3 separate regions of the Mus musculus genome follow, and regions 2 and 3 are each linked to region 1. Evidence: chromatin contacts called from public HiChIP or PLAC-seq and promoter capture Hi-C data. All regions are on one chromosome and are shown on one strand. The core of a region is the stretch at or near the end of the contact, and the rest is flanking DNA. Distances in the headings are between cores, read along the strand shown. Region 1 holds the start of Hnf1a (HNF1 homeobox A). Region 2 has its middle 14 kb from the start of Cabp1. Region 3 overlaps Ankrd13a (ankyrin repeat domain 13a).

Region 1 (3,135 bases), core at 192-2,691:
GAGGCTTGGGGAATTGGGGGTGGTAGTACTCCCCACAGCCCCCAAGCTACCTTTCCCTCACTTTGGTGTTCCTGTTCGTTCTCCACCCCCAAATGGGCATCTCCCCGCCACCGTCCCGACAAGTTAATGATCACAGGCCTTATCAGAGCCTTTTGCTATTTATAAATTTATAAAACAAAAGAAATAATGGCGTGCGTGGGTAATTAGTAACCAGAACGGCTTTGCTGAGGAGAGAGACGGGGGAGGCATTGAAATCGGGACCCACTCAGCACTCCAGGAGATGGGGAGCCAGACAACAGAAGAGGGGGGTCTGGTATGGGGAGGCCTCTAACCCTGCTATCTGACCAGGCTGGGGTCAGGGGCAAGCAGCACCTGGCCATGCAGGGAAACTGCCACCTTCAGCTCCATCTGCCCCAGGTAAGAAACCCAAGCGTACCCTGCCAGATGCTTAAGGCCCTGGCGGATCAGGAAATCCCCTAAAAGCCCAACATCAGCCCGGCCTCCTCAGGGGCTTTTGGGGCCCCAAACCTGGATCTGACCCCCCCCCCAGCCAAGAAGGTGGAATTTGTGGGAGCACAAACGACCACACTGGGGAAGGATTTCTACCACCCACTAGTTCTCCAACCATTTTCTTGGGGCTGGCTTTCCTTTGTCCTCTGTTTCAAAGTGACCTCAGGCCTGTCCCTGTTTCCTAAAGGCCGGACTGCAAACAGGTGGCCCACGGATACGGGGTATGTAGGGCCAAACAGAGGGGTAGGTTCGGCAAGAAGCCCTTAACCACCAGCCTGAAGACCACAGCTCCTAAGGCCCCCTAGACGGGAAGTGAAGCTTGCCAGGAGCATAGAATGGGGCGCTATGAGTTCCTTCCTGGGTGCTGGGGACAGGTTGGGGTCCTTACTGAAGAAGTGACTCCACCACGGCTTTCTGGTGGGCTGCCTCCTCTGGGCTGAGGTTCTCCAGCTCTTTCAGAATGGGTGGCGCGAAGTCTTCCCCATCGTCATCCGTGTCATCTTCAGAGCCACGCGTTTCTCCAAGGCCATTAGGCAACTCGGTCAGGTCCCCTCGACTCCCACCGCAGGACTCCCCCTTGTCCAGGGGACCCTCTCCAACCATCAGGTAGGGCCCTGGCTCCCCCAAGGCCTGGATCAGGGCCTCTTTGCTCAGGCCAGACTCGAGCAGGGCAGCCAGGAGCTCCGTCTGCAGCTGGCTCAGCTTAGAAACCATGGCTCCGCTGCCACCAGGCCACGCGGCCCAAGGCCACTGAGCTAGCCGCCTCCCCCACCCACGGCCGGTGTCTACCTGCCGGCAGGCTGGCAGTCAACGGACCGGGCTCGCTGCACCCACTGCCCCCCCAAATCCCACTAGTCAAGCTCTGTGGGCACCCCCAGCCCCCAACCCTGGCCCCAGCGGCCAGTGAATCAGGGCCCCTGCCTGCTCTGTTTACATTGGAGCTGGGGAAATTCTCCAAGGTTCATATTTATCCGTGCGCTTAGCGAAGGGACTGAACTTTGGACTTCAGCCTTGCAAGTGCAGGCCTCATGGCGGGTGAGAGGGACCGGGACCGGGAGTCATGGCCTGCAATTGGGAGTGAGCAGAAGGGAGGGTGGGGGAGGTGGAGAGGGGCCAGGGGCGCAGGGCTAGAGGCAGCAGGAGCCAGGAGGCCTCTGGGTGCGGCGCTGGGTCCCACTCTCCAGGATGCTTTCAGCCTGGCACAGGAGAACTTTAAAAGCCTGTTTCTTTGGGCCGCTGGGACAGCAGGAAGCTCTGGGCCACTGGGCCGGTTCTCCAGGGCAGAATCAGGTCACATTTCCTGGAGTGGGTCACTGCACCCTCAGTCCTAGCCCAACATCAGACTTCCCAGGGGGGGAAAAACCCCTGTTGTCTTAGCACTTCAGACTTCTGTGTTGAGGATACTGGGTTATAATGTATTGCATCCTATCATTGTGTGATCCGAACCAGAACGTGTGTGTGTGTGTGTGTCCTGTGTGTGTGTGTCTGTGTGTGTGTGTGTGTCTGTGTGTATCTGTGTATCTAATCTATATGTGTGTGTATAACTAATCTATGTTTGTGTATGTCTCTGTGTCTTGTATGTGTCTGTGTATCTAATTTTATGTGTGTGTATATCTAATCTATGTGTGTGTGTATGTGTGTGTATCTCTCTGTGTCTGTGCACGCACACATATGTATTGGGGTTTTTTGTTTGTTTGTTTGTTTGTTTGTTTGAGACAGTCTTACGATGTAGTTCAGGCTGACCTTGAACTCCTGATTTTCCTACCTCTAGCTCCCAAGTGCTGGAATTACAGACCCGTACCACAGCCAGTTTTTAGTCTTGCTGGGGTCAAACCCAGGGCCTTGTATACTCAAGGCAAGGGCTCTACCAAGAGCCAGAACCCCAGCCCCAAATACACCATTTTAATTTTTCTCAAGTATTACTTTTGTCAGTATTACCTAATGAAAGCATTTATATATTTTTTAAATCTTTTTGTGTGTGTGTGTGTGTTCCCGAGAGTGTGTGTATGTGTGACAGCTTGGGTGTGGAGGTCGGGGAACAACTGCAGGAATCAGCTATCTCTCTCTTCCACTCTGTGGAACCCAGGCAGTCTGACTTGTCACCTGCCCAGCCCTCTTGCCTTTTGAAATGCAGCAGCTGTTAGCAGCCATAAGCATATCCCAGCATGCAGCGCACCAATCGATCAATTTAAAACACTTTCATCATCCTAAAGAAACTGTTCTCCTGAGCAGCCCATTCCTATGCAGGTCTCTAGCCCCGCCTCTGGCAGTCATGGAGGCCGGAAGTTCACTCCATCCAGAGCGCAGATCTCATTTTATCCCCTCGATAGTGAATGGTGGGTGGGGAACTTTTGCAAGGAGACCAGGCACTTTCCGGTGCATCCATAGACAGCTAATTACCTATGTTCCGCCCACGTTTTAGCTGCAGTGAGCAAGGCTTCTAGAAACATCCACATGCACTTTTTTATGTGAATATGTGCTTTCGATCCTCATTCATGTAAGAAATACGTCACCAGGCGGTGATGGCGCACACCTTTAATCCCAGCACTTGGGAGGCAGAGGCAGGCAGATTTCTGAGTTTGAGGCCAGCCTGGTCTACAGAGTGAGTTCCAGGACAGCCAGGGC
Region 2 (3,135 bases), core at 457-2,956, 240 kb after region 1:
GGTCACATCAGTATGTGCTAGACCCTGCACCGCGCTAAACAAACAGAACCAACAATACGGCAGGCTACGGCTTCCCGTTGCCAGTCTCTGCATTTACCTTTTCCCAAAGCAATGATAACAACGTAAGGAGAAAGTCTAAATCCTCTTTACAACATAATTGTGCAGTGGAGTTTGTATGAGCTAAATATAATTCTGAGAACAAGCTTTTCCGTGCCATCAGAATTCATGTTAGCACAACTATAAAGAGAAAACTCCAGAACTGATGCCCTGGAGTCGAGAATTAACAGAAAATATATTCCACTATGTAAATCAATCCAGCAAATAATCCTGAGTCCGTGTGGCCAGCGAGTTTTGCGAGGAACAACAGACATGAGCTGAGTAGGACTGGGGTTTTATTTTTATGAAATAAATGTACTTTCAAAAAAGGTGAATTTGGGGGCTGGAGAGATGGCTCAGCGGTTAAGAGCACTGACTGCTCTTCCGAAGGTCCTGAGTTCAAATCCCAGCAGCCACATGGTGGCTCACAATCATCAGTAATGGGATCTGATGCCCTCTTCTGGTGTGTCTGAAGACAGCGACAGTGTACTTACATATAATAATAAATCCTTGGGCCGGAGCAAGCAGGTTTGAGAACTGGTTGGGCAACATAGTGAGAGCCTCTGTTTCAAAAGGTTAGAACCAAAAAATGTTGGGGCTAGAGAGATGGCTCATCGTGAGGAAGCTTGCAGAAGATCCAAGTTCATGTCCCGGCACCTATGTTGGATGGCTCACGATACCCTATACCACCAGCTCCAGAGGTGTCAGCACCTGTACTCACATGCATGCACACTGTCCATGCACGCAATTTAAAAATAATATTTTGAAAAGTTGAATGCAAATTTCACATCTATAAAGCAAAAGGTATGTTTCCTGGTCAGGAGGAGCTTGCTATTTGTATAATAAGTTAGTAAAACAACAACCTTTTTATTATTATTATTATTAAGATTTATTTAACATATATTAGCATTCTGCTGCTGACACACCAGTAGAGGGCGCCAGATCCCATTACAGATGGTTGTGAGCCACCATGTGGCTGCTGGGAATTGAGCTCAGGATGGTCTGGAAGAGCAGACAGTGCTCTTAACCGCTGAACCATCTCTCCGGCCCCAAAGAACCCCCTTTTTGATGCCCCGAACCCATCAAATCACGAGGCACATTGACTCATTGTCCTTCTAGTGAAATTTATCCTCAGTCTGCAGGGAGGATGGCTCGCCTTCCGTGCTCCCGAAATAGCAGAAATTATGAAATGGAATTTAGAGGAAAAGATAAGGGAATTGCCATTTATAGACCACACAGAAAACGCGAGGCAATTTGCATCTGTTGGGCACATTTAACCCTGAGAATAAACACGTATTCCAACGCTTTCTTATTTTCTACATCTGAAGAAAGAAAACACGCACACACACACATATTCTATTGCTTTCTTATTTTCTACATCTGAAGAAAGAAAACACGCACACACACACATATTCTATTGCTTTCTTATTTTCTACATCTGAAAAAAAAAAAAAACCCTACATAGAAAAAAAAAGTCATCATGGCAATCAGCTTTTTTCCAACCAGAAAACGAAGTGAAAACGTTATCCGGTGATGTAGGATTATAGCGCTCACAGCCACAGCTTCGGTGGCTTCCTACTGCTCTTGGGATCGAGTCCAGATTCCTCCACACAGCCGGGCTCCTCTGAGCAGTCTTACTCTCAGTCCTCCCTGCCGCTGCTGCCTGGAAGGCCTTTAGGGGTGCCTGGTCCTGCTGCCAGCTCGCCCCGCCCCCCGCCCGCCGCGCCCCCCCCCCCCCCCCCGCTACCCCTCCCCTCAATGACCTCAAACCCATCCCTAGCATCTACACAAAGTTTACACTTCCCCGGGGGGCGGGGGTGGGGGGTGGGGGATGTCTGTCTCCCCAGCTGGGCCCATAGCACGGGCTTCTTAATGCCAAACATCAGAGAAGGGAGGGCCTGCAGCTTGGCCTGGTGCTGGTCGTTTGCCACCCTTTCCCTTCTTGGTCCTGTTTGTTCCTTCTGGCCCCAGGAGGGCACCCTGCCCTGCCTCTTGTAAATATAGGGGCAGTCTAAACCAGGTAGGGTGGTATACTCATATAATCCCAGCACTGGGGAGAAGGCAGGGATGTCAGATCCAAGGTCACCCTGGGCCACAAGAGTGAATTTAAGGCCAACCTGGGCTACTTAAGAGCCTATCTCAAAACAAAAACAAAAACATTGTTTTAAATAAACCACGGGGAAGTCAACAGAGCTTTCCCAGAGCTTCTGGAAGCTCTGCTCTCTGCCTCTTCCTCCCCCTCACACATATGCTAGCAGTGGATCCAGGGTTGGGAGTTCCCACTGAGGTCCCAAGGACAGTGGGAGGTCCCTCAGGCCTCGTCACCTGCAGATTCGCAGCCTGATGTGAGCACCTGGTCCTGTGACTGCGATCAGGCCCAAGAGCCTTTGTGTTCTTTTGGACTTATCCAAAGGTTGGAGTTAGGATAACGACTCAAATTTCTCAGCTTTTCAAATGTCTATGCACTCTGAGACCCATCTTTTTTTTTAAATTAGGTATTGTCCTCATTTACATTTCAAATGCTATCCCAAAAGTCCCCCATACCCACCCACCCACTCCCACTTTTTGGCCCTGGTGTTCCCCTGTACTGGGGCATACAAAGTTTGCAAGTCCAATGGGCCTCTCTTTCCAGTGATGGCCGACTAGGCCATCTTTTGATACATATGCAGCTAGAGTCAAGAGCTCTGGGGTACTGGTTAGTTCATATTGTTGTTCCATCTATAGGGTTGCAGATCCCTTTAGCTCCTTGGGTACTTTCTCTAGCTCCTCCATTGGGGGTCCTGTGATCCATCCAATAGCTGACTGTGAGCATCCACTATGTGTTTGCTAGGCCCCGGCATAGTCTCACAAGAGACAGCTATATCAGGGTCCTTTCAGCAAAATCTTGCTAGTGTATGCAATGGTGTCAGCATTTGGAAGCTGATTATGGGATGGGTCCCCTGATATGGCAATCACTAGATGATGGTCCATCCTTTCGTCACAGCTCCAAATTTTGTCTCTGTAACTCCTGAGACCCATCTTTATATTTCAAAAGTAGTG
Region 3 (3,135 bases), core at 338-2,837, 180 kb before region 1:
GGGCTGTTTCTGCTTCAGAAGTAGGAATAGGAACTGGATTCTGAAGGAAGTCCTCTTTCCAGCCTACTGGCTAGGGACACTGAGGCTTAGGGGCCAGTCATGGGGTCCTCTGGAGGCTCTTGGCCTGATGGCCTTAGGTTTCAGCATGAGCCTCACAGGCAGGGCGGGCCCTCAGAGGCTCTAGACTAGAGGAGGTGCTGGGTCACTCCTCGGGCATTGTTAGAGCCATTGTTTGCTGTGAAGTGGAGCCTATCCAGGGTGTGTGGCAACTCCTGGCCTTAGTCCACCAAGTGCAGATGGGAAACAAGAGTGTGGCCCTGTGTACCGAGGACGGAGGTACATTGTGTATTCTCGGGGTCACAGGGTTTTCAGACAGCCAGCTCCAGCTGGTTTTCCTGAAGCTGACAGTAGGCCGAGGCGAGGGTGCTGAAAGACAGCTGGTTTTTTTTTTTGGTTTTTTTGTTTTTTTTTTTGTTTTTTTTTGCTTTGTTTTAATGATGTTCATATGTGATCAGTGAACGTTGGAATAAGTAGAGATTGGAGCCGCTCCTGAGTGCGAGGTTTGCAGATTCAAAGACACATGAATGATCAGTTCCAGCGGAGGCTCTCTCCGAGGTTCTTTGCCACATTGCAATGGTTACTGTCATCCTTTTCCCATGCCTATACGAGGAATTCAATGCTTATAAAGCACTACCCTCCCTGGTGAGTTTCAGGGGACGGTATGTAACTGGCCGTCCTTTTCCTGAATGATATGCAGCAAGAACAACATCCCTGCCACTTCAGAGCCGCCTTTAAACTTCATAATATTGAGTCACAGCCCCTGCTACGTGGCCTTTGGTGTGCTGGTCTCAGGTGGGACAGGCAGAAGGAAGCTGGGTGTCCTGTGGTCTTCAGATGCCTTGTGGTGCACACAGACCTGACAGAGGCTCAGGGAGTCACAGCTGGGTTTAACATAGTGAAGTCTGAGCTTCCCAGCTCAGATGCTGTCAGAGCGGGGCAGCCAAGAACAGCAGGAGCAGCGATGGCGATGTGTGAGAGCAAGTAACGACAGCCGAGGAGCGGGTATGTCTGCCTAGCACTAGTGCAGCATGGAACGGAGTTAACCCCGGGCGCATCTGGGGTTTTAGTCACTGGTGGCAGCAAGGGCTGTGACCTGCTAGTCAGGAGTGTAGTCCCGGTGCCCTGTTCTTGTTTGAACAGTGTAAGCTAGAGTAGCCAGCCTTTACCAGAGTCCTTTTAGGACTCTATCTCTTGCTGTGTGGGGTCATCTTCACCCAAGAGGAAAATTAACACCCATGGGTCTTCCTTTTATGATGGGTTCAAACCAATCTATAAAACTCAGTGTGTCGCCTGATTTGATTTACTAGAATCCCACTAGAAATTCCTTTCTATGGAATTTATGTTATGGAAATATAAATTTTACAAACTGCATTCTGCTCTTGTGAGCTGGCTAGCCTGCGACCATCCTCTGAGCTTCCTCTGTGACAAGACAGAGCAAAGGGCAGACGGATGGCAGCTCTCCACAGTGCCAGGAAAAGCTAGGGTGATGTCCTAGACAAAGGCCGGGCAGATGGGCTCCTCCCAGGGCAAGCTGCTCTGAAAAGCAGTCACACCCAGGAGTGGCAGGAAGCTCTTGCCTGTAACTCCAGCACTTGGAGGCAAGAGGCTTACAGGTTAGAGGCAGTCTGGCCCATATAGCAAGATCCCGTCTTTAAACAAAAACATAAAAGAAAACTAATCAGAACTTAGAGGCTGTCCTCTGATCCTGAATACACTTTCCCCTAGAAGTGTGTAGCCCTGATGAAATGGGTTTCTAAGCACATAGCCCATGCTACAGGTGTAGCTGCAACCCGGGCTGCCTCAAAAGTCACCCATCAGTGACTGAGTTGAAAAGCCACTCTTCATGTCCTTCCTCCTTGCTATGCCTGACAATGAACATGTGGTTCTCCGGCCATTTTGAAAGCTTTAATGACCTTCCCTAGCCTCTCAACATTGTTATGGGTTCTGACTCCACCTGCCTTTCTGCCAGAGGCGGGCAGGAAGCTGTGTGTTCACAGTTCTGAGAATTCCTGGATGGAGGAGAGGCTCTTGTGCCCTTGCCTGCAGTAGATGACCCAGATACATGCAAGCAAGACCTTGGACAAGGGCCATCTTCACTCATTTATTTAGGACAGCCGTCCAACAGATGTCATGACCTTTTGCCCCCTGTGCTGGCAGGTCCGAAACAGAAGCCAAGAGTGGATGCTCTCTTTGCCTGGAGTGCAGCACACTGATAACTGTGGGAGGGGGAGGGGATGTCTAAGCCATCTGTCACTGGTCGCATCGTTTTGTGGACAGTGGGACGACGATTTCCAAGTGTCCTTCACTAATGTCGGGGGCGGGGGTGGCCTGTAAGGGCTGCAGGGGTAACCTCTGTACATGTGGAAATTTTTGTGGTGTTCACTTTTGTCAGAACTAAATCCGGATTCTGGGGCTGGAGGACAGATAAAGCTGAAGTTGTCAATGGTTACGAAGCCAAGGTAAAAGCAAGCTCTTCAACTAAGATTCCCTTTAGCTTTTCAGCGGCTATGCAAATGAGGGGTCTGTTCTGATTGCTTCCCTGGTCTGCCGGACGGACGGACAGTCCCTGGGGAGGAAGTTCTAAGGCATCTCCTACCCCCTCTTTCATCTTACTGATTTTTTTCAGAAAATGGGACAGCATGCTCTGAGCAGGTCCGTAGCTTTATGGCTGTTCAGAAATGAGATGAGAGACGTTCTTTTGGTTCTTTAAAAAAAACTTATTATTATTATATTTAGTCGGTTTTTCTCTTTTAAAGAAGATATATAGTAGATAGCTTCTGTGATCCTTTGTTATTTAAGCTTTAGGTAATTTCTTTAGCTGACTCTAAGCCTTGGCTCCAAAACAAAACAAAACAAAACAAAAAAAAAACAAAAAAAAACAAAATAACCAAACCCAATCGCTGCAGCTGCTTCAATGCCTGGAAACCTTGCAGTAGCAATGGCAGTGTCTGTGGTATCATTTGGTATTTTGCCAGGGGACAGGCCGTTTGCTAGCCTTTCCTTAGTGTACAGCAGGGACGGAGGGAGTGTCTTCTGCTGGCCTCCATCACACTCAGCGAGACGCACTTAGAAACA

What was found. Promoter capture Hi-C pulls out the DNA fragments that hold promoters and counts their contacts. HiChIP or PLAC-seq counts read pairs in DNA pulled down with a chosen protein or histone mark.
Region 2: a contact with region 1 is called in an H3K4me3 HiChIP or PLAC-seq map of embryonic stem cells, with 43 read pairs. The contact joins the enhancer-like site here to the promoter of Hnf1a in region 1. A contact is called at or near these places in 16 of 39 promoter capture datasets (3T3-L1-derived adipocytes, the C10 cell line, the HPC-7 cell line and 10 more), 3 of 15 datasets of contacts at CTCF or cohesin (the NIH/3T3 cell line, embryonic stem cells and large pre-B cells), 14 of 484 Hi-C or Micro-C datasets (B cells, CD4 T cells, T follicular helper cells and 10 more), 19 of 115 datasets of contacts at active chromatin or transcription factors (bone marrow-derived dendritic cells, bone marrow-derived macrophages, craniofacial prominence and 12 more) and 4 of 9 other capture datasets (adipose tissue, liver, macrophages and 1 more).
Region 3: a contact with region 1 is called in a promoter capture Hi-C map of embryonic stem cells, with 4 times the contacts expected there. The contact joins the enhancer-like site here to the promoter of Hnf1a in region 1. A contact is called at or near these places in 4 of 39 promoter capture datasets (the 3T3-L1 cell line, the C10 cell line, cranial neural crest and 1 more), 1 of 115 datasets of contacts at active chromatin or transcription factors (the 230-238 cell line) and 2 of 9 other capture datasets (adipose tissue and liver).

Annotation. Positions count from the first base shown.
Region 1 is chr5:114,969,621-114,972,755 of GRCm38.p6, forward strand. Hnf1a (HNF1 homeobox A) reads right to left here and starts at 1,442. Exons shown (of 10, transcript NM_009327.3): 1 at 899-1,442. The coding sequence starts at 1,224. Hnf1aos1 (a long non-coding RNA gene) reads left to right here. Exons shown (of 6, transcript XR_878697.3): 1 at 1-417.
Region 2 is chr5:115,206,400-115,209,534 of GRCm38.p6, forward strand. No RefSeq gene overlaps it. Among named protein-coding and RNA genes, the nearest start is that of Cabp1, 14 kb to the left of the region's middle. Within about 2 kb of position 1,707, at least 13 of the 459 cell types and tissues checked have an H3K27ac peak or open chromatin away from gene starts, as enhancers often do. A contact at or near this core is called in embryonic stem cells and forebrain, where this site is marked.
Region 3 is chr5:114,793,229-114,796,363 of GRCm38.p6, forward strand. Ankrd13a (ankyrin repeat domain 13a) reads left to right here. Exons shown (of 15, transcript NM_026718.2): 7 at 2,453-2,519. Among named protein-coding and RNA genes, the nearest start is that of 1500011B03Rik, 19 kb to the right of the region's middle. Within about 2 kb of position 1,588, at least 44 of the 459 cell types and tissues checked have an H3K27ac peak or open chromatin away from gene starts, as enhancers often do. A contact at or near this core is called in adipose tissue and embryonic stem cells, where this site is marked.